Regions from separate parts of the Mus musculus genome. Here all the other regions are linked to region 1. Evidence: chromatin contacts called from public Hi-C and promoter capture Hi-C data. All regions are on one chromosome and are shown on one strand. Each heading gives the region's core, a stretch centred on a gene start, on an enhancer-like site or on the middle of the called end of the contact. The rest is flanking DNA. Distances are from core to core; before and after follow the strand shown. Region 1 holds the start of Rnf24 (ring finger protein 24). Region 2 holds the start of Pced1a (PC-esterase domain containing 1A). Region 3 holds the start of Cds2 (CDP-diacylglycerol synthase (phosphatidate cytidylyltransferase) 2). Region 4 holds the start of Ptpra (protein tyrosine phosphatase, receptor type, A). Region 5 holds the start of Lzts3 (leucine zipper, putative tumor suppressor family member 3). Region 6 holds the start of Itpa (inosine triphosphatase (nucleoside triphosphate pyrophosphatase)). Region 7 holds the start of 4930402H24Rik (RIKEN cDNA 4930402H24 gene).

Evidence for each region. Promoter capture Hi-C pulls out the DNA fragments that hold promoters and counts their contacts. Hi-C and Micro-C count contacts between places; a contact is called where the count stands out from the background.
Region 2: a contact with region 1 is called in a promoter capture Hi-C map of pre-B cells, with 5 times the contacts expected there. The contact joins the promoter of Pced1a here to the promoter of Rnf24 in region 1. A contact is called at or near these places in 1 of 39 promoter capture datasets (pre-B cells) and 1 of 9 other capture datasets (liver).
Region 3: a contact with region 1 is called in a promoter capture Hi-C map of liver. The contact joins the promoter of Cds2 here to the promoter of Rnf24 in region 1. A contact is called at or near these places in 2 of 39 promoter capture datasets (liver and neural stem cells) and 1 of 115 datasets of contacts at active chromatin or transcription factors (extraembryonic endoderm stem cells).
Region 4: a contact with region 1 is called in a promoter capture Hi-C map of pre-B cells, with 5 times the contacts expected there. The contact joins the promoter of Ptpra here to the promoter of Rnf24 in region 1. A contact is called at or near these places in 2 of 39 promoter capture datasets (erythroid cells and pre-B cells).
Region 5: a contact with region 1 is called in a promoter capture Hi-C map of pre-B cells, with 4 times the contacts expected there. The contact joins the promoter of Lzts3 here to the promoter of Rnf24 in region 1. A contact is called at or near these places in 2 of 39 promoter capture datasets (cranial neural crest and pre-B cells) and 1 of 9 other capture datasets (embryonic stem cells).
Region 6: a promoter capture Hi-C map of pre-B cells shows a contact between it and region 1, with 5 times the contacts expected there. The contact joins the promoter of Itpa here to the promoter of Rnf24 in region 1. A contact is called at or near these places in 6 of 39 promoter capture datasets (the C10 cell line, cranial neural crest, frontonasal cranial neural crest and 3 more), 1 of 484 Hi-C or Micro-C datasets (pre-B cells) and 1 of 9 other capture datasets (embryonic stem cells).
Region 7: a contact with region 1 is called in a Hi-C map of erythroblasts, with 4 times the contacts expected there. The contact joins the promoter of 4930402H24Rik here to the promoter of Rnf24 in region 1. A contact is called at or near these places in 4 of 484 Hi-C or Micro-C datasets (CD4 T cells, embryonic stem cells and erythroblasts) and 1 of 115 datasets of contacts at active chromatin or transcription factors (astrocytes).

The regions. Positions count from the first base shown.
Region 1 is chr2:131,351,028-131,354,814 of GRCm38.p6, reverse strand. It overlaps Rnf24 (ring finger protein 24), which reads left to right and starts at 1,923. Exons shown (of 6, transcript NM_178607.4): 1 at 1,923-2,079. Gm30590 (a long non-coding RNA gene) reads right to left here and starts at 1,983. Exons shown (of 2, transcript XR_374984.2): 1 at 1,637-1,983.
Region 2 is chr2:130,422,556-130,426,342 of GRCm38.p6, reverse strand. It overlaps Pced1a (PC-esterase domain containing 1A), which reads left to right and starts at 2,055. Exons shown (of 7, transcript NM_178762.4): 1 at 2,055-2,931; 2 at 3,451-3,530; 3 at 3,639-3,787. The coding sequence starts at 2,808. It overlaps Vps16 (VSP16 CORVET/HOPS core subunit), which reads right to left and starts at 2,023. Exons shown (of 24, transcript NM_030559.3): 1 at 1,896-2,023. The coding sequence starts at 1,948.
Region 3 is chr2:132,261,389-132,265,175 of GRCm38.p6, reverse strand. Cds2 (CDP-diacylglycerol synthase (phosphatidate cytidylyltransferase) 2) reads right to left here and starts at 2,028. Exons shown (of 13, transcript NM_138651.7): 1 at 1,679-2,028. The coding sequence starts at 1,732. Gm46766 (a long non-coding RNA gene) reads right to left here and starts at 1,672. Exons shown (of 2, transcript XR_001783482.2): 1 at 1,436-1,672.
Region 4 is chr2:130,448,222-130,452,008 of GRCm38.p6, reverse strand. It overlaps Ptpra (protein tyrosine phosphatase, receptor type, A), which reads right to left and starts at 1,731. Exons shown (of 21, transcript NM_001163688.1): 1 at 1,451-1,731. Gm52562 (predicted gene, 52562) reads left to right here and starts at 439. Exons shown (of 3, transcript NR_165481.1): 1 at 439-474; 2 at 565-716; 3 at 1,226-3,787.
Region 5 is chr2:130,640,838-130,644,624 of GRCm38.p6, reverse strand. Lzts3 (leucine zipper, putative tumor suppressor family member 3) reads left to right here and starts at 1,781. Exons shown (of 5, transcript NM_197945.4): 1 at 1,781-1,904. The region is part of intron 2 of Gm52563 (a long non-coding RNA gene); the gene reads right to left.
Region 6 is chr2:130,665,753-130,669,539 of GRCm38.p6, reverse strand. Itpa (inosine triphosphatase (nucleoside triphosphate pyrophosphatase)) reads right to left here and starts at 1,738. Exons shown (of 8, transcript NM_025922.3): 1 at 1,605-1,738. The coding sequence starts at 1,670.
Region 7 is chr2:130,838,097-130,841,883 of GRCm38.p6, reverse strand. 4930402H24Rik (RIKEN cDNA 4930402H24 gene) reads left to right here and starts at 1,739. Exons shown (of 37, transcript NM_029432.2): 1 at 1,739-1,920. The coding sequence starts at 1,838.

The DNA of each region.
Region 1 (3,787 bases), core at 674-3,173:
TTGCACCAGTGGGCAGGTCTCGACTGACAGATCAGTGTAGTAGCTCTAATCCTGTTCCCAGCAAGACCATTGTTTCAGTTTGCTCCCCTAGTGCTGTGATAAAACACCATGACCAGAACAACTTGGGCAGGAAAGGGTTTATTTGGCTTACATTTACAGGTAATAAATAGGCCATCATTGAGGGGAGTCAGAAAAGAACTCAAAGGAGGGATTAGAAAGAAAGAGTTGGTGCAGAGGCCATGGAAGGGTGCTGCTTACTGGCTTGCGCCCTATGGCTTGCTCATAGCAACCAGGACCACCTGGCCAGGTGTGATACCACCCACAGTGGTTCATGCCCTCTCATGTCAACCAGTAATCTAGAAAATGTTCTGCAGACTCACCTACAAGCAATCTAATGGAAGCATCTTCTCGATTGAGGCTTCTCTTCCCAGATAGCACTAGCTGTGTGGATATGACATAAAGCTCTAGCCAGTACAACCACTGACATATTTTCCAAAGGAGATTCCTGGTGTGTATAGGTTTACAGTCGGTGGCAGGTGATATGCTTACAAGGGGTGGGTCCTCCCACATCAATCATTAATCAAGCATATGCCCCACAGAGGTGCCTTCAGTCCAGCCTGAAGGAGGTAATTCTTCAACTGGGGTAACCTCTCCCCGGACAACTCTAGTTTGTGCGACACTTCTCTTGAATGCAGTAAAAGAAAGCCTGAGATAGTAATCCAAGCCCTTGAGTATCTTCACTCACGTGGCCTGCAGCTCCGTTGTAGTGTGTCCTGAATATTTCTTTCTTTCTTTTTTTTTTTATTTTGCTTTGCTGCTCCCCCCCCCCCCCTTGCTTTGCTTCAACTAAATTTTCTTGCTACTTTTACACATCGGTGAGAGCTTTTATTTCAATTCCTTGAACAAGAGACCAAGAATATGAAAGCTTTGTACCCTAATGTCGGTACTGATCTGCCTTAGCCTATGTGCCAAGGTGACAGAATTAGGTAGGACTTTTAAGCTGGCAACAACACAGCAGGGATCCTGAGAGCAGAGGTAGAAGGGGGGCGGGGGAAGGAGGGGGAGAGGAGGGAAGAGGAGGGCAGGGGAGAGGTGGGGAGGAGAGAAGGGAAATAGCTCACAGGTGTTGGCCTGATTTGGAGAGAGAGGAAGTTGGGTCGAGGGTCTGTGATTAAACATTCTGAGTCCTTCTTACTTCCCCTTTCCTAGGAAATGTATGGTTTACTAAAGCTGGAGGAATGGGCTGGTGGGCATTTTCCATGATGAATTTAAAGTCACAAACTAGTTATGGTTTATAGAAGGATTGGGGGCGGGGGGGGGGGGGGAAATACCTCCCAGGGAAATGGGAAGTTAAGGGAGGGAGGCCTGAGGTGCGGTACCCACACCCTCTGCTAATCCGTTTTAGCAGTGGTAGCTATGAGAACTCCTGCATGCTTTCGCTGACCTGCTAGAATTTAGGCAAGGGCTCAGTGCTCCCAAATCCTGAGTCAGTTTGTCTGTAGTGTAGAATAGGAGCTGGGGGTCGAGAGTAATGAGTAGATGTAATTAAATAAAGGACACACTGTTTCTTAAATATATTTCCTTCCACTGTCTGTACAGGCGCAGCAGGTGGAAGATCTAACTAGGGGTACCTCACCTTTGAGGACTCTTGGGCCGGATGCTACGAGAAGCGAAGCTTTACTTTTTTAACTCTTACGAACGTCCACATACACGGAAAACACTACACAGCGGAGAAGATATGAACCTTATAGCTGGGCATCACGAATCAATCCTCTAGAGCAGCCAGTAGCCCAGCGGAAGGGACGCCGCGCCTGCGCACTTGCCGACAATGAAGCCGCGCGCCCTCAGTGAGGAGGCGGGACTTGCCCGGGCATCCGGGTCCCACACCCCGCCCCCGCGGCATGAATGAGAGGCGCGGCGCCGCCCCTCCCCCGCCGGGCCCGCCCCTCGCCGGGGCCGCAGCTAAGCAGTCGCTACCGCCAGCTCAGCGGCTCGGACTCACGGACGCGGCTCTAGCAGTTCACCGCAAGAAGCTGACTCCGGGCGCCGCCGCCCGCACGCCCGCTGCCCGTCGCCCGGGTGAGTGAGGGGAGGGCTGGGCCTGAGCGCCGCGCGGCTGAGGCTGAAGCGCAGGCTCCGCAGGTCCGGCTCTGGGATGCTGAGGGCAGCGCGCCGGCCTCGCACCCCCTCCGAGACCGGGGTCCGTGGGTTAGTCCCCACATACAGGCACAAAGGGCGGCGCGGGCTGTCACCCGGAGGTCACCTCGGGCTGGGCCCGGGCGGGGGAGGCGGGATGGGCGGAGGATGGAGGAGCCGCTGCCTCTGCGTCGGTGGTGGGGACCGACGCTGGTCTCGGGGGGTGCGGTGTGGCAGTGGTTTTCTGGTCCCGAGCCACTCCTTCTTTTGTGGTGCTTGTCTCGTGCCTGGTTGTCACACCGTGCAAGGCACACTGAGACCTCTCTGGTTGGCTTATTTATTAATGAAAGTCATATGGCGGCCTCATCATTTGTGGGTGGGGGGCGTGCGTGCACCCACAGGCCAGAGAATTAGTGACCCTGCTTTGTTTCCGGAGACCTTAGTGGTGTGTGTCCTGTGAAATGAGACCGTCTGAGATCGTCGTAAAGGGCAGAAGGAAAAGAGGTGTAAAGATAACTTCATCTTTACCCCTTCGTCTCTGGTGTTATTTCAGATAACAGGTCTTTTGGTGTTTCGTTGTTTCTCATTGTAAAACCAGTGGGTCTGTTCATTGAAAGTGTGAGTCTGCATTCTTATGTCTCTGTATATTTAGAACACTTTCTTTTACGATTAATGGTGATCTATTTACGTAGCGGCGGTACGCCGGCATCCTGAACATTGTTTTCTGGGCTTAGTTCATGATAATAGGTCTTTGTGCTTGTGTACCTATCTATAGGAATACTCCCAATATATCTAGGGCACTGCTTTCCCCACTCTTCCATACAGACAGATTATGTTTCTTGCCTTTCTGCTCTAATAAGAGGTGGTCTAGCAGGTTCTTTCCACCTTCTTGTCAGTCCGGTCGTCGCCCTCCCCGCCCCCGCCCCGCACCCCTTAATGCTTTGGCAAAGGATATTACCTAAATATTACCGTGGTATGCACCCTAGCTTTGATCTGAATTTTTGTGTGTTTGGTTGTGCAGCCTAGCTGAACAGATCATCTTACATGACTTATCAGAAAGCACCCCTTTTTTCCTCCATTGTTTGTCTTCATTCCCCCTCGCCCCTGCTCCTGGTTCCCCCCTTCTCCGTCCCCAAAGAGGCTAGGAAGCGCTGCTGGGTTCCATAGGCTTTAACTTGATAGGGTGTGTTCACTTAGACAGTTAAAAAGAGGTATTTAAGATAGGCAGGTGTGGCCGAAAATGCCTTCTCTGGACTTGGGAGGAAGAGGCAGTAGGATCTCTGTGGTTTCAAGGCCAGTCTGATTTACATAGTAATTTCCAGGCCATAACACAGAATGAGACCTTGTCTCAATAAACAACAAACTTTTCCTTGTTATCTTGTTTTAAGCAAGATTATTTGAATTTTAGAAGATAGTTATTACTCTAGTTGGATAATGATATTTTTGTTTCTTTTTTACCCTTCTAATTTTGTAGAGTGAAAAAGCACATTTTTGAAATATTTTTGTTATGATCTTTTGATTCAAAATAGTGGAGGTAAAAAAAATGCAGTTTATATATGAATAATTGAGTGGGTTCAGTTTTCTTTAAGATTCTCTTCAAGATTACTTATTTTTGAGTCACATATATTTTCATCCCTGGTAAAATTTCAGT
Region 2 (3,787 bases), core at 806-3,305, 930 kb after region 1:
TATCTACCCATGAAGCTGACTCTCCATAGAGTAAACAAGAGGAGCTCTGTCGTAATGTGGTCATCTTCCTTATGCTCTGATTTTAAAAGTCTGGGTAAGCAACAGGTATTTTTACAATAGCTAATATTTTATATTTATTATTTTTTAGCCTTTTAAATATGTATTTGGGGACAGAGTCTCATCTTGCCAAGGCTGGCCTCTGATATATATCCATCTAAGGCTGAACTGGCAATCCTAGTCTTCCAGCCTCCACATGCCAAGGGCTATGTGTTATATGAGGTTGTGGATGGGACACCACACTCTGCTCATTAGTATTTTCAGTTGCTTCATATTGTACATGTGTCTAAGAGAAATCATGACTAAACAAATGTAACAGAGCTCTAGAAATTACCACAAGGCATCCTCTGTCTAGAAAATGCATTACATTGCAAACAACACAATTCCATTTAAAAGTTTGGCTATGAGCAGAAGCAAAGTCTTCTGGGTTTTTTTGTTTTGTTTTGTTTTGGTTTTTTTGGTTTGTTTTTTCGAGACAGGGTTTCTCTGTATAGCCCTGGCTGTCCTGGAACTCGCTTTGTAGACCAGGCTGGCCTTGAACTCAGAAATCCACCTGCCTCTGCCTCCCAAGTGCTGGGATTAAAGGTGTGCGCCACCACCGCCCGGCTCAAAGTCTTCTATTGAAATAAGACGCCAACGCAATGTCTTTGTGATCTTCGGGTACATCAATAAAACATTCTTTACCATTTTGTTGGGTAATGATTAGGTTTTGCTTGTTTCTGTTATTATTTCAAGACAGGGTCTTACTATGTGGCCCTGTCTGGCCTGAGCTATAGAGCAGGGTGGCCTGAATCTCAGAGTGCTGGGATTAAGAGGCGTGGGCCACCAAAGGCTGACCAACTATTAGGTAACAGGCACTAGCCTAAATATGCATGGGAAATAGAAGTATTCTTAGCCTTCAAGAGCTTAGCACGAGAAACTCATACCAACACTGCCCTCGTGTGCCACATATGATAAGACTCTACAACTGGACCTTTGTGAGGCATAAAAGGATTCTACTGTAGGAAAACCAAGCAGGTCCTGAAAGATGAGCAACATTCTTCAGGGTGATAAAGAGGAAAATAGCAATGCCCATAGAAGCGACTATAGAACTGTGCAAACACAAAGCCATGGAATTGCCTGGTGTGATGAGGTCCTGCAATTAATTCTGTGAAGCTGGTACACCCACGGATTGAGGATGATTGAGGTTAAGTTGGAAACCACTCAGAGAGTGACAAATGTAGGCTGACCAATTGATGAGCGCTCCACAAGCAGTTTGTACTTTATATCTTAAAAAGAAATAAAGCCAACGAGACGGTAACCATTGTAATCACGTTACTAGTTTTAGCCTTGAGAAAGACCCACAGCTAAGGGCACTCCAACCCCGGTGAGTTGCCACTGCCTCGGGTTCCTCATTAATAGTGCCCCAAGACTGAAAAGCGGTTCATCCCCTTTTCTCAGCTTTGGTCAGTACTGTCACCCCGCCCGCTGTGGCGATCCCGCCTTCCTGTGAGAGCCCCTGTGGTCCGACTTCAGCAGTTTCCGGAAGGAGACTGGCACTCGCTGTCGCCGCGGGGCGGCCTCCCTCTACGTGATCTAAGCATCCTTCCGGAGGCCAACAGACCTCGGTTTAGGGGTGGCTTCTCAGCTTGCCTCAGTTGGCGCAAAGGAAGGACCAGATTGCTGCCCCTAAAGTGCGTAAAGTGGCAGACGCTCAGGCGAGCCGCCATAGGGACGGACGCCAGCACGCGTAGTGGCCGGGGCGAGCATTGCTGGCTCTGCCGGGAGGCTCAAGCCAGCAGCAGACAAGCAAGGTAAGCTGGGCTGTGGGACGGAAGGTGGGGCGTCGGGCAGCTCACCTGTAAAAGGCAGAGTCCCCGAGTGGATTCCAGTTCGCAGTGTAACAGTCCATGTCTAGTACAGCTGGCGGCAAGAGTCGCCGAGGAAAAACCCGCCTAGCGCAAGCTCAGGCCGCACTTCCGCTTCCGCCCTTCGGGGTCACGTGACGAGGCCGCCTTAGCGGCCATCAGAACTGTGGGCAAGCTACGCTGAGCTATCGTCCTGCCCTCGGCGCGGCGGCCCGAGTGGACCTAGCCCTGGTTTCTGTCCTCCACAGCGGCCAACCTCGCTGCCTTTCTGACTCCTCCGGCGTTGGGGATCGCATAGGGCGGGACACGGGTGACCGAAAGTGGGAGCCATGAGCATCTGAGGCACAGATGCTGGAGGCGTTGGCTGGACCACCGTAGCGCACGCATGGCGAGCGCTGGGCGTCGAGCTGCGTACCTACAGCTAACCTGGGCACCCGGGCTCTGTGGGGCGGGATCTTTGCAGAACCCACCGCTCTCCAGGGGCATGGGATCATTGACTCTAGATCAGGACATCGCTGCCGAGACGCTGTCGCACGGCACCTGGGCCTGCCCTACTGGCCCGTGAATCCCTGGAGCCCCCGAGAGACTTGGTAACTGGCGCGAGCGGACGAATGCGCACGCGCGGGGCCGCCGTTGACACGTGGCAGGGCAAAGGCGTCTCTGCGCGCGCGAAGCGCTGTAGTCTAAGACTACGGCCCAAGTGACCCTTCTTCCCTCCGAGTGTGATAAAGGCTGCTGCCGTGTTGGGATTCGCCTTGCCGCTCCCACTTTCCTCCCCATTACACAGAGCAGCCAGGGAGGGGCCAGCGCGCATGGGTCATCTTGGAACAGACCGGACCTACCTAGAGTCCCTGCCCTCTGTCAGCTTATTGGCCTCTCCCTGCAGCTGGTGTCAGTGGCAGCATGGTCTTCTGTTTGGAAAACGAGATGCCACACCGCCTGCTGGGAAGCGCCATGGTCCACTTCCATGCCTCAGAAGTCCAGCAGCTGCTACACAACAAGTTCGTGGTCATTTTGGGGGACTCCAGTGAGTGACCACTCTAGGATGACATTTCACCGCCCTGTATCTTCAACCTTTTCTTTGTCTGCACGCCACATCTCCATTTCAGACTTCTCCATCTCTTACTCTGTTTCAGGACACTAGACTGCATTTTTTTCTTTTTTAAATTCCCTATGTACCTTCCCTGGGTGCCCCGGCATATCATTTGTGCACTATTTTTTAGCCCATGAGTGTGGCATCTTTATTTGTTGTTGCCCTTCATGATTTTCTTAAAAGGACCTGTGGGCTATGTTGTGTGTTTTCCTAGGGATGGGACCAACTTAATTTTGCCATTTGGTCTTTGGTCGCTGTACATAAGCTAGAGGAGAGGGAAATAGCTGGAAAGAGCAGAGCTAGGGCTTTAAAATCTCGTCTTTTCTTCTCTAAGCCAACCCTCCATAGAGCTGCTGTTGGAGAGTCAATCCCTGGAAAACAAAGGCCTTCATTTGGGAAACTCTGGGAGGGGGTGAGGCCGACCTTAACCTTGGGATCCCTGTCTCCCTGCAGTCCAAAGAGCTGTGTATAAGGACCTGGTGCTTCTGCTCCAGAAAGACACACTGCTCACAGCTTCCCAGTTAAAAGCCAAGGTGAGAGAAGCTTGGCAGCCATGCCAGTGTTGGGTGGGTGCAGACCCTGGCCTGAAAAGGACCACCTACCTGGCATGGATCTGACCATCGGGTGGGGTGGGTGGGCAGGGGGAGCTGAGCTTTGAACAGGACCAGCTGGTGGCTGGGGGCCAGCTGGGAGAGCTGCACAACGGGACACAGTACCGCGAGGTCCGCCAGTTCTGCTCTGGCTCTGGCCACCACCTTGTGCGCTTCTACTTCCTCACCCGAGTTTACTC
Region 3 (3,787 bases), core at 779-3,278, 910 kb before region 1:
GGTTGGTTTTGTTTGAGACTGGGTTTCTCTACGTAGCCCTGGCTGTCCCGGAACTTGCTCTGTAGACCAGGCTGGGTTTAGAGGATTCAGAGATCCACCTGCCACTGCCTCTGCTGGGACCACAGGCATGACCCAGCTAGACCTTCTTTCTTTCTTCTCCCCCTTCTCACACCTTCAAGTCACCCTTAATTAGACAAGGTGGCATTCAAACCCACCAAAGAATATTCAGAACACAGTTTTCTTCAGGGCCAATCCACTATCCTCGGGGAAGATTAGCGATTTCTAAGTATTGTCTTTGCAAGGTACTCCTCAAATCTGGACCTCAGCCCTAGACCTTCTCCAAAGGAAGAGAGTTCTCCTCTGATGACCCACTGTCTACAACTGTAACAGAGTTGTTTAAACCCTTTATCTTTCATCTGAACTATTCTTCCTAGTAAAATTACTGTTGGCATACTGACCCTAAGGCTTACGCTTGTTTCCTTCCTGATGTTCTAACCAATTCAAACACAGTAAAAAGGTACAAGCTGGCTAGGGGGCTAGTGCCTTTATACAGCACAGGATAGGCAGAGGTGGAGGAGGTCCAAACTAGCTAGCAGGGCTTCCTAGAGAGATTCTATCTAAAACAAAAGTTCTGATGTCAAACGTGGGTGCTTAGGCTTGATGCTGTTTCCTTAAACAGCATTGGGGGGTGGGGTGCCTTTAGTCCCAGCACTCAGAAGGATCTCTGGGATGGAGGCCAGCCTGATCTACAGATCAAGTTCCAGGACAGCCAGGGCTACAAAGAGAAACCCAGTCTCGAACAAGCAAACAAAGATACTAAACTCTGTCAACTATTAATCAGGGGAAACGCGGCATATCCTCCTCCTTTATTGAAGACAGGCTAGAAACAGACCTTCAACGGAACCCTTATTTCCGTATCAGCACGCAGGCCTACGTACGAGAGCTTCTGCAGGTCACAAGCTGACAATCTCTGACTTAACCAGTCTCCATCATTCTGGTCCAGGCTACCTCAGCCGGTTCTACTCATCACTCACTGATCCGAACCACAAATACGGTCCGTCATTCAATGTCCACAGTAAAACAACCACCCTCCACCTTTCTCAACTTCACACAAACCTCGCACTTTCAACCAAAGGAGCGCCCCCACATTGGCTGTGTCCCTGCCAAAATGGCCTCCTCCTTACCTTCCTCCTTTACCCCATCAATGCCCACACTTGGCGCAGTAAACAAACCCACCATTGGGAGCACACACCTGCTCACTAACCCGCCCTCTCACGGAGTGGATCAAGACTCCTCTCTGATAGAACCAACAGATTTAATGTTTTAATCAAGTTCAAAAGAAGGTTTTAATCTCCCAGGAGACAAATGCTATGGCCTGAGTCCTCCCCCATTCCCCAATCAACAGCAATACTTGTAAAGCAAGCGGTGAGCCTACATCGCGCTCTCCGGGCCCCAAGCAAGGTCTGTGGGGTGTCCAGCGTCCACATCGGGAAGGCCTAGGGAAGGCGAAGACCCTCCAGAGCTCACGCGCTACTCCCCGCGCCCGCAGACCGCTGTCCCCACAAGCAAAAGACACCCGCCGACCCTCTGCGCAACCCAGGCCTGGTACCCAGGGCCGCGATAAAGGTCAGAGGGCGAGGCTGCCGGCGCGCCCCTCCGCACTTAACGATGCCTCTACCTTGTCCTCCGGAGGTGCGTCCTCGCGGACAACCCTCTGCCGTAGTTCGGTCATGCTGGGGACCCCGGCGCGACGTCACCCCGAGTGAGCAGCACGGTGGCCGCGGGGGTCGGCTCAGTGAGCACGGGCTCTCGGCGGGCCCGAGCACCTCGCAGCCCCACCGTGCCTCGCACAGCCCCTGCAGCAGCGCCACTAGCCCCGAGCCCGGCCCCGCCCAGCACCGCTGCCGCCGCCCTTGCCCGGAGAGCGGAGCCGCTGTTTCCCCAGCGGCCGCTCGCTCCTCCTCCCGGGAAGCTGCGAGCCAGCGCGCACGCGCACTGCCGCCATCTCCGCCTGGAACCCCAGACGCCAGGAGGCGGGGCAGCCTGGCGGGGGTGGGGGCGTGAGCGGAGTTCGAGACACTCATTGGACAAAACCTAGAGGGGGCGGGAGAAAAAGAGCAGAGTGAACCAATGGGGTCCTTGCGTCCTACCGCAAGTCCCCGCGCGCGAGTGCTGGGTCCAGAAGGTAACCTGTTACCGGGGGACAACAGCGCCTCGTAGCGGCCTAGACTTGCTGCTCTCAGCTTGGGAGTCCAAACGAAGAGACCAGGTGGACCTCTGAACATCATAGCAGGAGGTGAAACCTGTTTCAGCTCACTTTGCCTTGCCAAGCCATGGTCGCTGGTAACTTAGTGAGCACTGATTCTGTCTAAGCACCGAACTCAGAAATAGTCTCGTCCCAATCACACACCTTTTTTGTTCACAGCACTCCAGAGACAAAGGCAAGTGGATCTGATCTATGTAACCTGTTCCACTGCTACTGAGACCCTGTATCAAAAAACAAACAACCACAACAAAAAACACTTAGAAATGGATATGATATCTGCAAGTAACATCATCCAAGATATTGCTTGTCTTAAGTTTTTGTCTTGTTTTGTGCTGAAGGTAGAACTCAGGACCTATGGGCTAGCGAGATGGTTCAGTGGGTAAGAACACTGACTGCTCTTCCAAAGGTCCTGAGTTCAAATCCCAGCAACCACATGGTGACTCACAACCACCCGTAATGAGATCTTACGCCCTCTTCTGGTGTATCAGAAGTCAGCTACAGTGTACTCATGTATAAAAATAAATCGTTCAAAAAAAAAAAAAAACCCTCAGGTTTGGCTCTTGTTAACCACAACTTCTGTGAGTAAGTTAACACCCACATCTAATTCTTTGAAAACCTTTGGGCTGAAAGGAATGTTTCCTATGGAGCCCCTCCCTCTATTCCTGACCTAGTTTAAGCATTTAGCCAGCAGCTACAAGGGTACGAGTAAGAATTAGAACTCAGACGTTTGTTACCACGCTGTAACCAATGTTCACATATGCTGCCTGAATTCAGTATTATGGGTGCTGTTCCAGCATTGTTCTCATGCAAAACAGGGCTCCCAGTCCTTAGCCAGATTGCAATCTCAAAGAAGTCTTCCACACCAAGGGTCAGGTTCCTTTTAGAGATTTTGACCAGAGCTGTGAGTTTTCAGAAAATAGGAAGAGTTCTGAAAAAGACTTACATTCTCAAATTCTTGTTATGATGTTTCAAATTAACAGCAAAATACTTAGACAAACTTCAGCCCTCTGGTCTTTGCATTTTATTTGCTATTTAACAGCTTTGCACAAATGCTTGGGTGCTCTTGTTCCTCTACTGGTGTTTGCTGGTTTTGTTGGGTTTGGGTTTTTGCTTTGTTCTGTTAGAAATAAATACCTTTTGAAGCCAGACTTTGGCTACTTTGTGGGCTTTTTTCTTTCTTCTACCCTTCTCCACCCTCTTCTTCCACCCTTTCAACACCCTATCACTATGTAGGAAAGGAAAAGAAAAAGGATAGAGGTGAAGGGTGGTGATAATATCATGTGACTATTTTCTGATAATTAAGGGCGTCAAGTTCCTTGGAGCAAGTTTGAGACCAGAATACATGGCTAGAGAAATGGTTCAATGGTTAGGCGCACTTATTGCTCTTGCAGAGGAAGGAGGTTTGGTTCTCAGCACCCATACAGGACGAACTGCCCATAATTCTGGTTCCAAGGGACTCAAGTCCCTCCTCTGGCCTCTAGGATCGTCTGCAATTACATGGTACACGTGTACACGTAACTC
Region 4 (3,787 bases), core at 482-2,981, 900 kb after region 1:
TGGATCTGACCATGGGGCCACTGGGGCAGAGAGAGGAGAAAGGTAACTGAGGAGTTGTTGGCTTTTCAGGGATAGTCAGGCAGATGCTGAGAAGCAGGTAAGATTTTGGGAAGCCTGCCAGTTTCTCCCAGGTGTGACAGCCGTGTAGACATAGAGAATCAGAGTCTGCAAGTCCCGGTATGGGCAACCCACACTCCAAGCAGGCTGCCAGGAAACACTAGGAAACATTTCTCTTGGGAGGTGGTTGAGGGGCTTCAAGATAACTAGGACGAATTCTATCAGGGAAGTCTTAAACAGGACCCAGAAGAAGCCGGTCCGCAAGAAGCTTCTCAAACAAGGAAGGCCCGGAACCAGGCAAGGAAGGGTGAGAAGGGGGACCCTGAAAGCAAAACCCTCCCACATATGAGGGGGTGGCCGAGCCGCTCCGAATGGCTAAACACAGCGTGGAAGAGAAAGGAGAATGAGAGGACTGAGGTAACCATCAAAGATTAAGTTCAGGAAGGACTGCCAAGAGCCTTGTAGGGAACGGTAAGGCATCTGGGTTTTCCTCCATCTCATTCACAGAGGAAGGAAAGTGAAGGAGTTTTTAAGCACACAAATGACAGCGTCTGATCTACGTTTTCGAAAGGAGTATCCAGACAGAAAGATGTTCATCCTGTCCCAGTCTTTCCTCATCCACCATCTTTTGGTTCTCTGGCTGCTTCAAGAGTTAGCAGGTAACAAGTGGTGCCATAGCCGGGGACATGAGGCTGGTTTTCAACAGAAATTCCCTATCCTAGCCAAGGGCTTCGGCCGACATCACACTCTGTCCAAGAGGGTTTGGAACATTTTTTTGCTTGTCCTACAAATATCATCACTATCAACAACAAAACCCTCTAATAGACAGGATCATCTCTGCCTCTGTAGTTGTTATTTTTAGGAAATATTAGGGGCTCAACCCCCCCCCCCCGTGGCAATTTTTAAGAATTACTGAAAGTAAACACAGGAGATGTGCGTTCCCAAGTGGCTGCTTTTGAATTCTGGGTAGCTTAAGTCCATATTTTCCTTCTTAAGCATACACAACAGTTGGGAATGGGCGGCAGAGAGGGGCCTGGGAGTAGGACCAGGAAGGGGTCTTAAGGGGAAGGTGGGAGGTGGGATGGTCACTGCGTGTGCCACCTATCTCCTCCCATTAAATGGACCTGAGCAAATCCCATTTTCGCTGCTCAAAGTTTTTTTCTTTCAGAATGAACTACGGCAGCGCCCTGGCCCGGGCCGGAGGAGGACGTCCGCAAAGTTCCAGCCTGTCTGTGTCCCGCACGTTTCCGGGACCCCCTCCCCCTGTCCACGGTGCCAGGATGCACAAGCCAGAGGCGCTCCTCCAGGATAGGATCCAGGGACCGCTCCCACGCGCGGCCGAGCCACCCCACCTCCCCGAGCCCTCCCGACGGCGGCAGGCGCGAACGCTTACCGAGCCCGGCGCTGGGCGGGACCGCGGGGGACGCGCACGGCAGCTCCGCCTCAGGACCGCGGCGGCGTCTCGGCCCGCCGCTCCCCTCAGGGCCGCCGCCCGGTCCGCTGCTCGAAGCCCCGCGGCGGCGGCGGCGGCCTCGCCTCCATGGCGAGGAGAAGCGGCAGAGAGAGGACTGGGCTGGAGGCTGCGATGGCGGCGTGGTCCAGGGGTCTGTGCAAGATGCCCCCGCGAGTCCCTGTCAGCGCCTCACTCGCCGCAGCCTCTCTCCCGTCGCGGCCTGGGCTGTAAGGCGCTTCGTCATTGGCCGTTGAGAGGCGGGCGCTGGTTCGCTGACGCCGGGCGGGCGTCTCCGCCTCCGTGAGCCCCACCCCTGCGCGCCCCGCTGCGCCGCGGAGTTCCCCGGGCGCACTGGGGGTCTCCGGGTAACAGGACAGGACGCTCCCTATCCTCCCCTGGCACACGTCTCCCACCTAGTCACGGTCCTAGGCCCCCGGGCATGGGCTTTTTTCCTTGTTTACAGATGAGGAAACTGACACCAGGCACAAGCCACACCAACTGGTGAACTCAGGCACTCGAAAGCCATCTCCATCCTTCTCCAAATGTGATCCTCTCTCTAACACACCCCGCGCCTCTGCCTCTGCCTCTGCCTCTCTCGCGCTCTCGCTCTCTCTCTCTCTCTCTCTCTCTCTCTCTCTCTCTGTCACACACACACACACACACACACACACACGAGAGAGAGAGAGAGAGAGAGAGAGAGTTAGTTGTAAGGCACTTAAAGGATGTAATTGCGAGAAGAATTTGCCTAGTACCTAGGACCGGTCTAGCTCTGAGTATGTCATCTTAAATAAACCAGCCCACATCATCCCCACCCGAACCCTAGGGAAATCTCTCTTGCTTTCCAGATGTGCAAGCTGGGCCTGATTCTCTAGAGCTGGATGGAAGCACAGCACACGGTGCTCCGCAGCGAGCGGGGAGATACTTCTTGATACATGCATAGTGGTCAGGAGAAGATTGAAAGCGCTGAGAGAGACCAGGGAAGCGAACAGCGTTCTTTGTGCATCTAGCTTCTAGGAACCATAAGTCGATTTTTTCGGAAGGTAGCAGTCCTCAGTTTAGAGCACTTTGGATGCTGCTAGACCTAGGGCGCCAAGTTAGAACTCTATGCAAACACCCTTCCTTTATTTGTTGAATAAGTAAGTGTGCGCAGACCAGAGCCAGGACCTGCAAATGTGCGTTGAAGCGGGCCTTCTTTAAACTTCCTCCCTCTGGGTAGTAAAAACCTCTCCTTGAGTTAAGATTTGTGACTCTTGATCTCCCTCCTCAGGGCCATCTCAGTGACAGTCTACAAGACCTCTATCCTGTCTCCTAAATGTCAGACTCCTGCCAATGAGGTCCGCTCCTCCTACAAGTTCCAGAAGCCCATTTCCTAGAAAGTACAAAGTCTATCAGGGATGCAAATACACAGCAAATTGAAAAGTGACCAAATGAAAAGTTGGGTCTTTCACTAGAACACAATACTTTACAAAACAAGACCAACACAGAACAAAACAAATCTGAAAAATACTGGTTCTTGGCTAAGAAAGCAGCCTCTTGGCTTTAGAGCAAACCCTACCAGCAAACTTTTTTTCTTTTCTTTCTTTTTCTTTCTTTCGGTTTTTTGTTTGTTTGTTTGTTTGTTTGTTTTGTTTTGGGGTTTTTTGTTTTTTTAATTTTTTTGAAATTTTTCTTATTTACAGTTAACCTATGACTCCTGGTCCTTTTCAGAGCTCCCTACCCCATTAGCACAATCAAGAGCCATCTTGGAAGAAAAATAAAATAGAAAAAAAGGAACCAAGAGAAAGATAAGTGGGAGCTCCCTGTTCTCTGCTGCATTGGTGCCTGCAGGTAAGAACTGGAATAGCAGGGCTGAAGGATAGGATTAAAGGAGCCCCATTTCCCCTCAAAAGTCCAAGTCACTTCCCCTCCCTGCCTACCTTTCTGTCTAGTAAATGAAGCAATGAGTTGTTCTCTATGTCCTGAATGCAGATCATGCACTGGACACCTCTCAGAGTAAGTCAGAGATGTCAACTCTCAGGAGCAAACATTCTGGGGTGGACATGGGTAATAGACTAACAAGAATGTTCACTAAAGTGCCAAGGTGAAAATGAAGCCAAGAAATACGAAAATTGAAATAAATGAAAACCAAGCACCTTCCCAGGCTACTTACTGCCCATCTTCTGAGGGTCATTTGCTGAAGTTCTGTAACTAAGACCAGGCAGGCTCTCTGACCTCATCTACTCTATGGCCACCATGGGTAACTTAATCTAGAAGCTCTTCCATACTTGGCCCCAAGCT
Region 5 (3,787 bases), core at 532-3,031, 710 kb after region 1:
TGCCTGGTAGCACAGACCTCTAACCCCAGTACTTGGTAGGCAGAGGCCGTCAGGTGTCTCTGAATTTGAGGCCTGGTCTAGATGGTGAGTTCCCATACAGCCATGCCTCTATAGAGAGACCCTGCCTCAGGGAAAAAGAGGAGGAGGAGGAGGAGGAGGAGGAGGAGGAGGAGGAGGAGGAGGAGGAGGAGGAAAAGAAAATGTCTCCTGGGGATTCTTCCCATATTCTGTTCTCTTCTCATCCTCTTCTCACTGAAAGGGGTAGCAAAGCTGGACTCATCTGCTTAAAACAAGGATGACACGTTACCTCTCTGACCTAAATGAATATCTTGTAATATGGTGGCCACAAACCATGAGGATCATCACATTTCCATGACACTCAGTTCACAGAGTTGTAGAATATATAAATGATCTGTCATTGGCTAATGACAATAAGATCTTAGTTTATTTAATATACTTCCTTATTTGGATTGGTTGATTGGTTTTTTTGGTTGGTTGGCTTTTTGGTTTTTTGGTTTGGTTTGGTTTGGGTTTTGGGTTTTGGTTTTGGTTTTTTGAGACAGTGTTTTTCTCTATGTAGCCCTGGCTGTCTTGGAACTCGATCTGTAGACCAGGTTAGAATCGGTCTCAGAGACCCTGCCTCTGTCTCTCAAGTTCTGGGATTAAAGGCATTTACTTAATACATTTAAAAGCAATCATTAGAACTGAAAACAGGAATTCATTAAATTCACTATAGGAAATAAAAACAATTGTTTAAAAAGGCAAAAAAAATTAAAATCTATGACATAGTCCTATGTCATAGGATGGCTAAACTCATCAGTTATCACAATCACAACCTACAGCCTTTTGCTAAGGCGGAAGCCTGGGCCTAGCTTGCTTCCTCATACTGATCAGACCAAGGGCATAGTTGAAGGCTGAGTGCTTCCTTTAGGAAGTTTTCCTGGGCAGCTGGCAACCCCTTTAGTGTATGCCACCTGCACTTGCCAAGGTGTTGATCTGAGTCAAAGATAAAGTCTTTACTCAATCTCTTTTTAGGATGGGGTTTGTTAGTTTTACAGCAGGCACGGGGCACAAGGTATAAAATACAAATTTCCTGTAGCGTCAAGTTTTAAATTGGTCAATTTATTGGCTCTTGCCTCCACCTAGATCATAGTCACAGGTGCCTTCACACCCCCGCATCTTGTAGGTTTGAAGGCTCTTCAGGGTTTTTTGGTTTTTTTCCCCCCCCTTAATTATTTTTTAATTCAGTGTATGGTTGTTTCGACCATATGTTTGTGCAGCACCTGCAGAGGCCAGAAGGTGTCCAATCCCTTGTAACTAGTTATCATGTGGGTGCTGCGAATTAAACCCAGGTTCTATGGAAGAGCAGCCAGTGCCCTTGACCACTAAGCCATCTGTCCAGTCCCATATTTGAAGGATTTAGGACATCTGCTGCACAGGGAATAGCTGGTGCAGGAGTTGAATCTAGAGTCCAAACAAGGTTGTCCATAAACCAAAGGGCTCATACACCCAGATACGGGGTTCAAAGAGAGTAGGAATTTGCTGGATTTCTGGTAGGACAGAAATTGGGGATTGACCCCAAGAATTTGGTACAGTGGCTAACGGACTGAGGCCGAGTATCTGCCACCCAGCCTTTTGGGCAGGCGGGCCGGCGCTCAGCGACCAAAGGGGTTAAGGCACCGAGTCCCACCCCCGTCCAGGATTGGCGGGTCCCGGGGGCGTGGCCGGAGGGCGGGCCCGCGTTTGCCGCAGCCGCTGGTGGGCGGGCCGGGCGCGGGGCGGGAGGGGCCAAGAGCAGAGCCCGGCCGCGCCGCGCGCCCTGTGGGGCGGGCTTCGGGCTGCGCCAGAGAGCGGGACAGCTAGCGCCGGTGTCTGAGCCTCTGCGCCGGACTCTGAGGCAGTGAGTAAGTGATACAGGCCTGCCGGGGTGCCCCTCCAGGTTCTCCCTCAGGTCACCATGCCCGCTGCATCGCTCGCTGCTTCTGGCCGGTGGGAAGCTGGGGAGGGGGCGCGTCCCGCTGCTAGGGTACCGGGGAGCTGGGGGGGGATGAGGCCGATGATGTCATGGACGCTTCAACCGGCGCGCGGGGAGGGGGGGGTGGCGGCCGGAGGGGGTGCGGCCCGGATTATGTCACCTCTTCTCTCTGCACCCCGCCCCCCCCCGGGGGCCACGCGCGTTGGTGGAGAACCGAGGGAGGTATGGGTGGAATTTCTCCAACCGCGGAGACCTCTGTGGCACCTTTGCAGAGATTTTGTGGCTGGGGTCTATGTGCTAGTGAATGGCGACCCTCCCCCTCCCCCCCCACACACTCTGACACACACATGCACAGCTGAGGCAGGCTCCTGTGTGAGCGGGTGGGTGGGGGTGTGCTGTCAGTACCTTCAGCACTGAAGCACTGGCTTCATCAGAGTCAGGATCTAGGGGATGGGCCTCTTCCCCTGCAGGTGCCCACATTTCCAAGGGAAGATGAATCTCCCCTCACACATCCCAACCAAGAAGTTCTGCTCCCTGAATCCCTTCCCTTAATCCTTCCTGGAAGCTTTTCCTTGTTTCTATGTCTGCATTCATTTCCTATTGACATTGCTCATAACCAACATCCCCACAAGTATTGGCCTTGCATTTTCATGATGCCGGGGGGGGGGGGTCCAGAGACCCCTGGGGTAACACAGGCTTCCAATGGGGAAGGCTCACAGTGAAATCTCCCTGGGTCATCCTGAGCTAAGTGCTCCAAGACCTCTTGGGTACCAAGGATGCTGAGGAGTATTTGGACTGGTTCCAGAAGAATGTAGGCTGGGCAGAGAGCTGAGAAGAGGTCATGTGTGGAGTGAAGAGCTGCTTTCAGGAGAAATACAGGGTGGATATCAAGAGAGGCCTTAGAGACTCTGCTACAAACTCTACTTGGTTGTGGGTGCCAAAAAGAATACCATGGATTTTACACATAATCCGTTTCCTTTTTAAAAAATCGCTGTAAGGTAGGTGTGAGAATTTGAGTCTGCTTGAGGTTTCGTAGCTGAGCTGTGATTTACACCTGGAGCTGATGCTGCAGGAATTCTAAGGCCCTTGACCCTGCTCGGGGAAGGGTTTAGCCAGAGTCCATTTGGCCCCTCTGACTGCTAGTATTGTAATGTCACAGGCACTGAGGGTTGATAGAACAGAAATGGAGGCAGGCTCAGGCAACAGGCTATCATCCCAGAGTGATGCGGTTCAACTGCCCTTGCAGATCACACTGTCACCTAGGGCAGTCCTCCTCAAGCCTCAAGTCCTAAAGAGGGCTCTCAGCCCCTCCTCTCCCCTCAGTTCCTACTTGCCAGGGAAAGAGATTCCACTCCTTGTCCTTCCAACTCTACCAAGGTTTTGAGGAAAGAATTTGCAGGAGCCTGAGGTTGGAAGAGGCAAGGGGCAGGGAGTGGCTATAAGATGTTGACGTTGGCAGGTTAGAACTGTGGCAAGGAACTCTGTGGGAATTGCCTATGGGTTGACTGCAAAGCTGTCCTCACATAGAACCTGAGAAGGGAGCCTCAGGACAATGTCTAGGACCCCAAGAACCTGAGAAGGCTCGACTGAAGCAGAGTGATGCAGTGACATGTGACCCCCTCCAAACTCTGGTTCCTTGGCACTCAGAAAGGGTGTGCACTTCGCAGTTTATAAAGATCTTCCCAAACACTCACCATGTTACCCCTGTCACTCAGTCAACATGCTCACTCCTGGTGTTTGCTCCTTCCTCTGCAGCCTCTGGTGCAGTTCCCTTGCTAGTGTTCTGCCTTGTTTCCCTGGAGGTGCCTGCCT
Region 6 (3,787 bases), core at 489-2,988, 690 kb after region 1:
ATAAAGTAAGTTAATTTTTTAACTGGGCATGTTGTGCTGTGGTAGTGACTCAATGGGAAGAGCACTCGCCAACACAAGCACGGTGACCTAAGTTCTGGTCCCTTGCACCACATAAAAGTCTGGGACAGTCGTGCTACCTGTAACCTCAGCCCCGGAGGAGGCAGAGACAGGCGGATTGCTTGAGCTTGCTACCCCACCAAAGAGCACACTCTAGGTTTGAGACTCTGTCACGAGGGAATAAGGAGGAAGATAATCATTGGCTTTAAGTCCTGGGTTAGATCCAAAGTCAGAAGAAAATTAAATAAAGCCTCTGGGTCTTTGTTCTAAAAGCTGTAGCATGTAGAGTTTTGACAAACTTGTCACATTTTTCTTTTGTTAACCTGCCTTTTGTTATACTGTGGTCAGCCATGATTCTTTTTTTTTTTTTTTTAAACCCGAGTCTTTCTACTGCTGACTTTTATCTATAACACAACAGTGTTATTCTCCCAGAAAGTGAAACCTTGTCAGAGCTACCGTGCCAAACCCTACTAAGAAACGCCTGTGAGTGCCTCATGCTTTAGAGAGAGGCAGATGGAGGAGGATATGATGACCACAGCATGGGATTCTGGAAAACACATACTGAGATGTGTTCATTTCAGGAAGCGCTGCCAAGCATACTTTTAGACTAGCTTTATGTCCCAAAGCAAGCAGAATAAAAGGTTCACTATAGCCAGTTTTGGATTATCAGGTTGTCATGAAAAAATGGCAGAAAGAGGAACATTTGCCTGGTGTAACTTGGATTAAAGGTCCCTTTGTCCTCAGTTTAAGAATGCAGTGAATTGGTAGGCAGCATTTCTGCTGCTATGGGTACCTCAAGTTGGCTAGCTTTCAAGCTTTGAGGATTCTTCAGCCTCTCCCTCCCATCTTGAGGAGTTACAGAAGTGTGCTGCTACACACATCTGGCTTTCCCATGTGTCCTGGGGATTGAACTCAGGTCAGTCTTGACTGGCAAGTGCCTTTCCTCATTCATGTCAGCCATGATTCTTATGAGGTATTACACATCTCAGATATGGAAGGGTAGATGGAACTATACTCAATTTGGATCAACATCCCTCCATTACCCCCCCCCCACACACACACACTGCTTTTCAGGAGGGGAGGTGTCTGAACTCAGGTTTAAAATCTAGGGCTTCAGGGGTAATTTATCTTTGTCACACATGTCACTACTCCAGCTCCTATAGCCTGCTGACTTTACCAGCTCATCTAAAAAACTCGTGAGGTGGAGCATGCGTGCAGCCCCAGAATTCGGAAGCCAGGAGGGTCAAGAGAATAAAGTCAGTTCTGGCTACACAACAGGGTCAGACTAGCCTGGACTACACGAGTCATTATCTCCAAAATAATGATTATATATATAAAAAAAAAATTCCTCTGACCCTCAAGGCGCCACACTCCACGGCGGTCTCTCCCCAAGCCCAGACCTTCAACACAGCCAGGGGCAAACCCCACACTCCCCGAGGCTACAACTCGTAGCCTCGTTTCCCGCCTTCTCTCCCGTGCATCCCTGGTGAAAGCCCAGCAGCCCAATCACCACCCGCCTCCGAGACAGTCTCCACACCCCACAACACCTCCTCCAGCTTCTTGGCGTTTCCCGTCACAAACACGATCTTCTTCCCGACCAAAGACGCAGCCATTGCAAGCGAGGGTTACGGTCCAGAATGCCCAGTAACCCTTTGCCGGGAAGGTACTTCCGGCCGGAGGCGGAAGTAGGTAGCTCGGTTTCCGGCCCTATCGGATGCCTGAAGCTTGCCTCCGGCTACTGCTGCCAACATCCGGGAGGTGGCAGCCGCGGCAGATGAGCATCCCGCAGCCTGTGTCTGAGGCGCTTGGGACGCGCTGAGGGGTGGAGAGGTCTATCAGCGCGCAGATCCTCTGCTAAGCAACTCCGGGGAGCCAAGAACCCGCGCCCTGACGGGTGTCGGCTGTGGTGGCGCCCCTCCGGCACCTCCAACTCTGTTGAGAAAGACTATCTTTTAGACAAGGGCTGTAAGCCTGGGAGTCTATCCGAACCTCACTGCGAACTTAAGACAGCATAACCAAGCAGTCTTTTACGTGTTAGGCTTGATAGCTAGTGTTTCGACTCCTTTTTTCTTGCCCAGCTAACCCTATCCCTTCTCTATTCCGTCACCTCAGCCTTTGCATTGGGAACACACCAAGGAAGATGAGTGACCCTCTTAGCCCTACCCTGTGAGTGCATGAGCCCCTTCAAGAAGAGGGTGTCGCATTCCCTGAAACTGGAGTTACAAGTGCTTTTGAGCTGCCTGGTGTGGATGTTGGGAACTGAGCCTAGGTTCTCTGAAAGTTGTAAGCTCAAGCTGGAGAGATGGCCAAGCGGTTAAGTACATGACTGCTCTTCCAGAGTTAGTTGTGTTCCCAGCACCACATGGTGGTTTTCAGTTGTCTGTAACTCCAGTTCCTGGGAATGCATTGCCCTCTTCTGGTTTCTGAAGGCACTAGGCATATATAATGCAGCGCACATACGAGCAGCTAAACACTCATACATATAAAAAACATCTTAAAAAAAAAAAAAAGCCGAGCATGGTGGCGCACGCCTTTAATCCCAGCACTCGGGAGGCAGAGGCAGGTGGATTTCTGAGTTCGAGGTCAGCCTGGTCTACAAAGTGAGTTCCAGGACAGCCAGGGCTATACAGAGAAACCCTGTCTCGAAAAACAAAAAACAAAACAAAAGTACAGGGTGCTAGCTGGAAGTGTGGCCATTTATAATCCCAGCACTGAGATTAAAGCAGGAAGATCATGAATTAAAGGCTAGCCTGGGCTATATATGGTGTCAGGGATGTAGCTTGATGGTAGAACATTTGCATAGCATGACCAAGGTCCTGGGTTTGGCCCCCAGAATCACACACACAAACAATAGAATCCTAATCAAGCCTGGCTGTTTAGCTTAATGTTATTAACCTTGTACAGCCTTGGGTATTGTTATATAGATGCAACTTACTTAAGGGGCTTATGGGACTTAGGCAAGCACTGTACCACTGAGCCACATACCCAGCCCACTAATGAGTTTTTCTTAAACTCTAGAGCTGTCCTCACAGAGTAGCCAAAGCTATGTTCTCCTCAAATCTTTGCTCGTGACCTTAATATTGCGTGTTACACAATTCAGAAGCTTTGCTGTATACAGTGTCTTTGGAGACAGATCATAGTGTCCTCTTCACTGCCCCTCGATGGTGTTATTTTTTGAGGACCTGTGGTTCATTAGAGTTGGCTGGGAAAGGCTGGGCTGAGTAACATGGCCCTTCCTGCATGTCACTTGTCTCTCTCTTTCATGAAGTTAAAGGGAATCCTCAGAAAAGTGGAGAAGTAGAGGTTTTTAAAGCAAAGGTTAGAGAGAGAGAGAGAGAGAGAGAGAGAGAAGCTGAGGCATTTAACATCCAAGAAGTCACAAACACACACAAATATATATATATATATATATATATATATATATATATGTATATATATATATATAGAGAGAGAGAGAGAGAGAGAGAACAGGTACTAGATTTTATATATATATATAATCACATATAAGCATATATATTACATATATAGGCCAGGTAATTAATATACATATATATATATATATATATATCACATATAAAATAACATTTGTTAAGAAGCCAGCCAGGTGTGGTGGCACACGCCTTTAATCCCAGCACTTGGGAGGCAGAGGCAGGTGGATTTCTGAGTTCGAGGTCAGCCTGGTCTACAGAGTGAGTTCCAGGACAGCCAGGGCTACACAGAGAAACCCTGT
Region 7 (3,787 bases), core at 490-2,989, 510 kb after region 1:
AAACTACAGCCTCATATCCAGTAAGATGACTACGATCCAAAGATAGATATTAAATGTTTGGAAACGCGTGGAACAATTGGGACTCTCTCACCTAGGTAATGTGAATATAAATGGTGCAGCTTTTTTGGAAAACAAAAAGATGCCTCAAATTATTAAACACAGACTTTCAGTATAATCAAGCAGTACACTTCTAGGAGTATACTACATATACAGGAGAATTAAAAACATGTCTACACAAAAACTTTCGGTATTTGGTCATATTGGCATTAAGCTAAGGCACAGAAAGTGTGGAAAAAAGCTTCTATATTCATTAACTGATAAATGAATACAAAAGATGTGATATCTGCATACCACGACATTGGCCAAGCAACCAAAGGCACACAATTTTGTTCTGTGCTACAAATTGTAGTAGCCTTCCATCTGGACATGATGATGCAGGCCTGTAATCTCAGAATTTAGGAGGTTGAAGCAAGAGTTCAAGGGTTCAAGTTCAGGGGTTCAAGGTCAGCCTAGGCTACATAAAACATACCAAATGGAGGAGGAAGGAAGAAGGTGAATATCACATTTGCTTGTAGAGAAAAGATGTATTCTCAAAGCTGATTAACAGAGCTGGAGATGTATATAATGACTGGGTGCGTAAAAGCTCGAGGTGTTTCAATAAATTGACTGTTTAGCAATTTACAGTCTCCTGGCTGTTAACAGTGGTCTACAGAACAAAGCAGCTAAGAAAGGCTCTTTCATTCGGAAGCCTGGTCATTGCGCTGCTGATTGGGCTGCTGTCAATGATTAGCTGGGTTTCAGAAGCTGTTGATAACTGGCTGATTTGGAAGCCCCTGAAGAGAGGCTGTCTCTGATTGGCTGATTTTCAGATACTGTGTTGGTTACCTCTAAACAATGGTTACACATTCACGAGTTGGGTCTGAAGGCAAAATTTTATTTTCCTTTAAGTATAAAAATAAGCATTTTAGTTCCTTCTCTTTTTCAAACCTGCAAGAGATACCTTGGGGATTGTTAAAATCTTTATGAGTGGAAGAAGGATTTTTTTCAGCCAGTACTATTTATAAATAATTCAAAGGCTGATCATTGTAGCAGGGAAACTAGTCTTGTGGTGTTATAATTTACCATGAAAAGATGAATTTAGGACACGTAGGACATCTTGACAAGGTCGATATGTGATGCTAAAGTAGACCTTGTATATAGTAAGCAACTCTCCACTTTATGCAGGAAGGAACTTGGGCTCTGAGATTTTTTCTGGCCCACCGACCCACAGCTGGAAACAATTCTATCCAGACTCTGAACTGCAAAGGCAGGCGTCTCCTGGGATACTGTGAGCACACTGATGCCAGTGCTCTCAACAGGCCGCATCGCTAAGGGGCCGAACGTTCCAAGGATGGATAGGCAACTGATGTGAAACAGATAACTGTAGCCAGGCAGCGGTCCAGGACACCTAGAGATAAAGCCAAATACAGACCAGAAGAAGCCTAGCCCGGCCCTCGCGGGAGCGAGACCCCGCCCCGGGCGCGTCCGCGAGCGTGGCTGTAGCTCCCGCAGAACCCTCACCGCACTGAGAGACCTTAGGGCCCGGAGGTGTGGTGTCCCGGAGCCTGCGCCTGGCGGCCCGCACCCCAAGTCCGTCTGGCTCCTCCGCAGCACGGTGCGGCGCTGGGCCGGACTCACACTGACGCCCCCGCTGCGCGCGCTCCCGCCCCGCCCCCGCGTGCCCGCGCGCGCCGACCCCGCCCCCTTGGCGCACCCTCGCTCCGCCCTGCCGCTGGCCCGCAGCGGTGCCGGCCCCAGCGACCCTCCGCGGCCCCCAGGTCCTACGCCGCCAGCCTCCATGGACTCGTTCGACCCCCAGCAGCTGGGGCTGTCCCCCGCGCGCTTCGCTGGCACCTTTGGCAGTGGGGCGGCCTCCGTCAGGTATGCCGCGTCGAGACAGCCGAGGGTGGCCCGGGATGCGCCTTGGGGCGGCTACGCCTCGGGCGGCAGGGCGTGGTCTGATATGGCTTCCTTGCGGAGGATTGTTTCAAACGGCTCTGAGAAGAACGTTTGCCCAGGGACAGGCGGCCTTCTGGAGGGACCCTGCTATGTCTGTAGCTCGACAACCCACTGCGGTTTCCGGGAAGACCCCATTGTGACATCCCCACCCCATGGACCGGTTTTCCCTTAAACCTTCCCCACCGACAGCCCACCGCTAGAGGCCCTGTGTTCACGCGAGTGGAGCTCCCGAAACTGCCGCGTAAACCCCTTTGCTCCTAGGTGTCCAGACCCTTTGCCCCAGACTGCCGCTCGATTATAGAGTTTCCAGTCCCCTGCGTGTACAGGGAACTCCGCTCACCTGTCCCTGGCCACTGCATCCAACCCCTTTCCCTTGGGGAGCACCTGTTTCAGGGGCTTGAAGGTCATTGGGGGCGCAGGAAGAAAAAGGAAACTGGATGGAGAGGGAAAAGGAGGCTCGGAACCCCCCAGAGCGGCTGACACTAGGTTCGTGATAAGGAGTGCGGGTGGACTGGAAGGGGAGTTGATATTAGGGAGTGCTGCCCTGCCCTTTTCCATACAGAAGATCTGTTTCCAATTTCTGCTCTCTGTCTTTGGGGCTGACCTTGATAGCCGTCCGGGCTTTGTTTGTGAAGGAGCTAGTATGCGGCTGCCAGAGAAACGCGGAGGTTGGAGTGGTGGAGGTGTTGCAGTAGGAGCCTATAAGAAAGGGAAGGGAGGAGTCATTGGGGTTTGGGTACTGCTAACCTGTCATTAAACCAGAAGAGGCCTTTTTTGTTTGCTTACTTGCAGCCATTTGGCAAAGCAATATGCTATTGTTCCCTTGAGTGGGGGTTGTCAACTAATATTAGAATAGCTTATCCTATTTTCTGTCTTTTTTTTTTTTTTTAATTGAGACCGGGTCTCACTGTAGACCAGGCTGACCTTGAACCCGAAAAGATCCACCTGCCTCTGCCTCCTGAATGCTGAGTCTGTGCCACCGTGTCTGGCCGGCTTTTTCTGTGTTCTTGATTGAGTGTTGTATTGTGTTCTCTCTCTCTCTCTCTCTCTCTCTCCTCTCTCATGTCTGTCTCTCTCTTCTCTCTCTCTCTGTCTGTGTGTGTGTGTTTCTTTCTAGTATTGAGGGTCAAATCCCAATACATTGCTTTTGCTGGACAAGTGCTATAGCACATCTAGCCTTGTGTTTTGTAGAGTTTTGTTGTCTTTTATCAAAACTATGAAGAATGAAAATGACTTTTTTTTTCCTAAGACAGAGACTCACTTTGTAGGCCTGACTGGTTTTGAACTCACAGATCCACTTGCTTCTCAGTGCTGGGATTAAAGATATGAGCCACTTTGCTTGGCTTCTTTTTTATTTTTAAATTGTGTCTGTGTTTGTGTGTGTAGATGCATGTATTGTGTGTGTGTATGTGTTTTATGTGTGTGTATTGTGTGTGTATATATGTAGTGTGTATGTATATGTGAGAGAGAGAGACTCACTGTGCTTGCCACTGGGAGTATGAAGGTCAGAGGACACCTTGCCAGGAGTCTTTTCTTCCCTTTCTCCTATGTGGGTCACCAGGATTGGACTCAGCCAGGTCTCTTGGCAGCCAAGTGCCTTTACCCACTGAGCCATTCTGCAGGCCCCAAAACTAATTCTCATTCTTCATTTCTCAGGACTCCTTCATATACTCTGGCAATGTGTTTATTGAATGACTAAGCCGTGAAGGAAGAAAAGCAATGAGATAGTAATGAAACAATGCATCTGGGAGACCTGGTTTGCTTCTACTTTGACACTGTGTGGATTTCT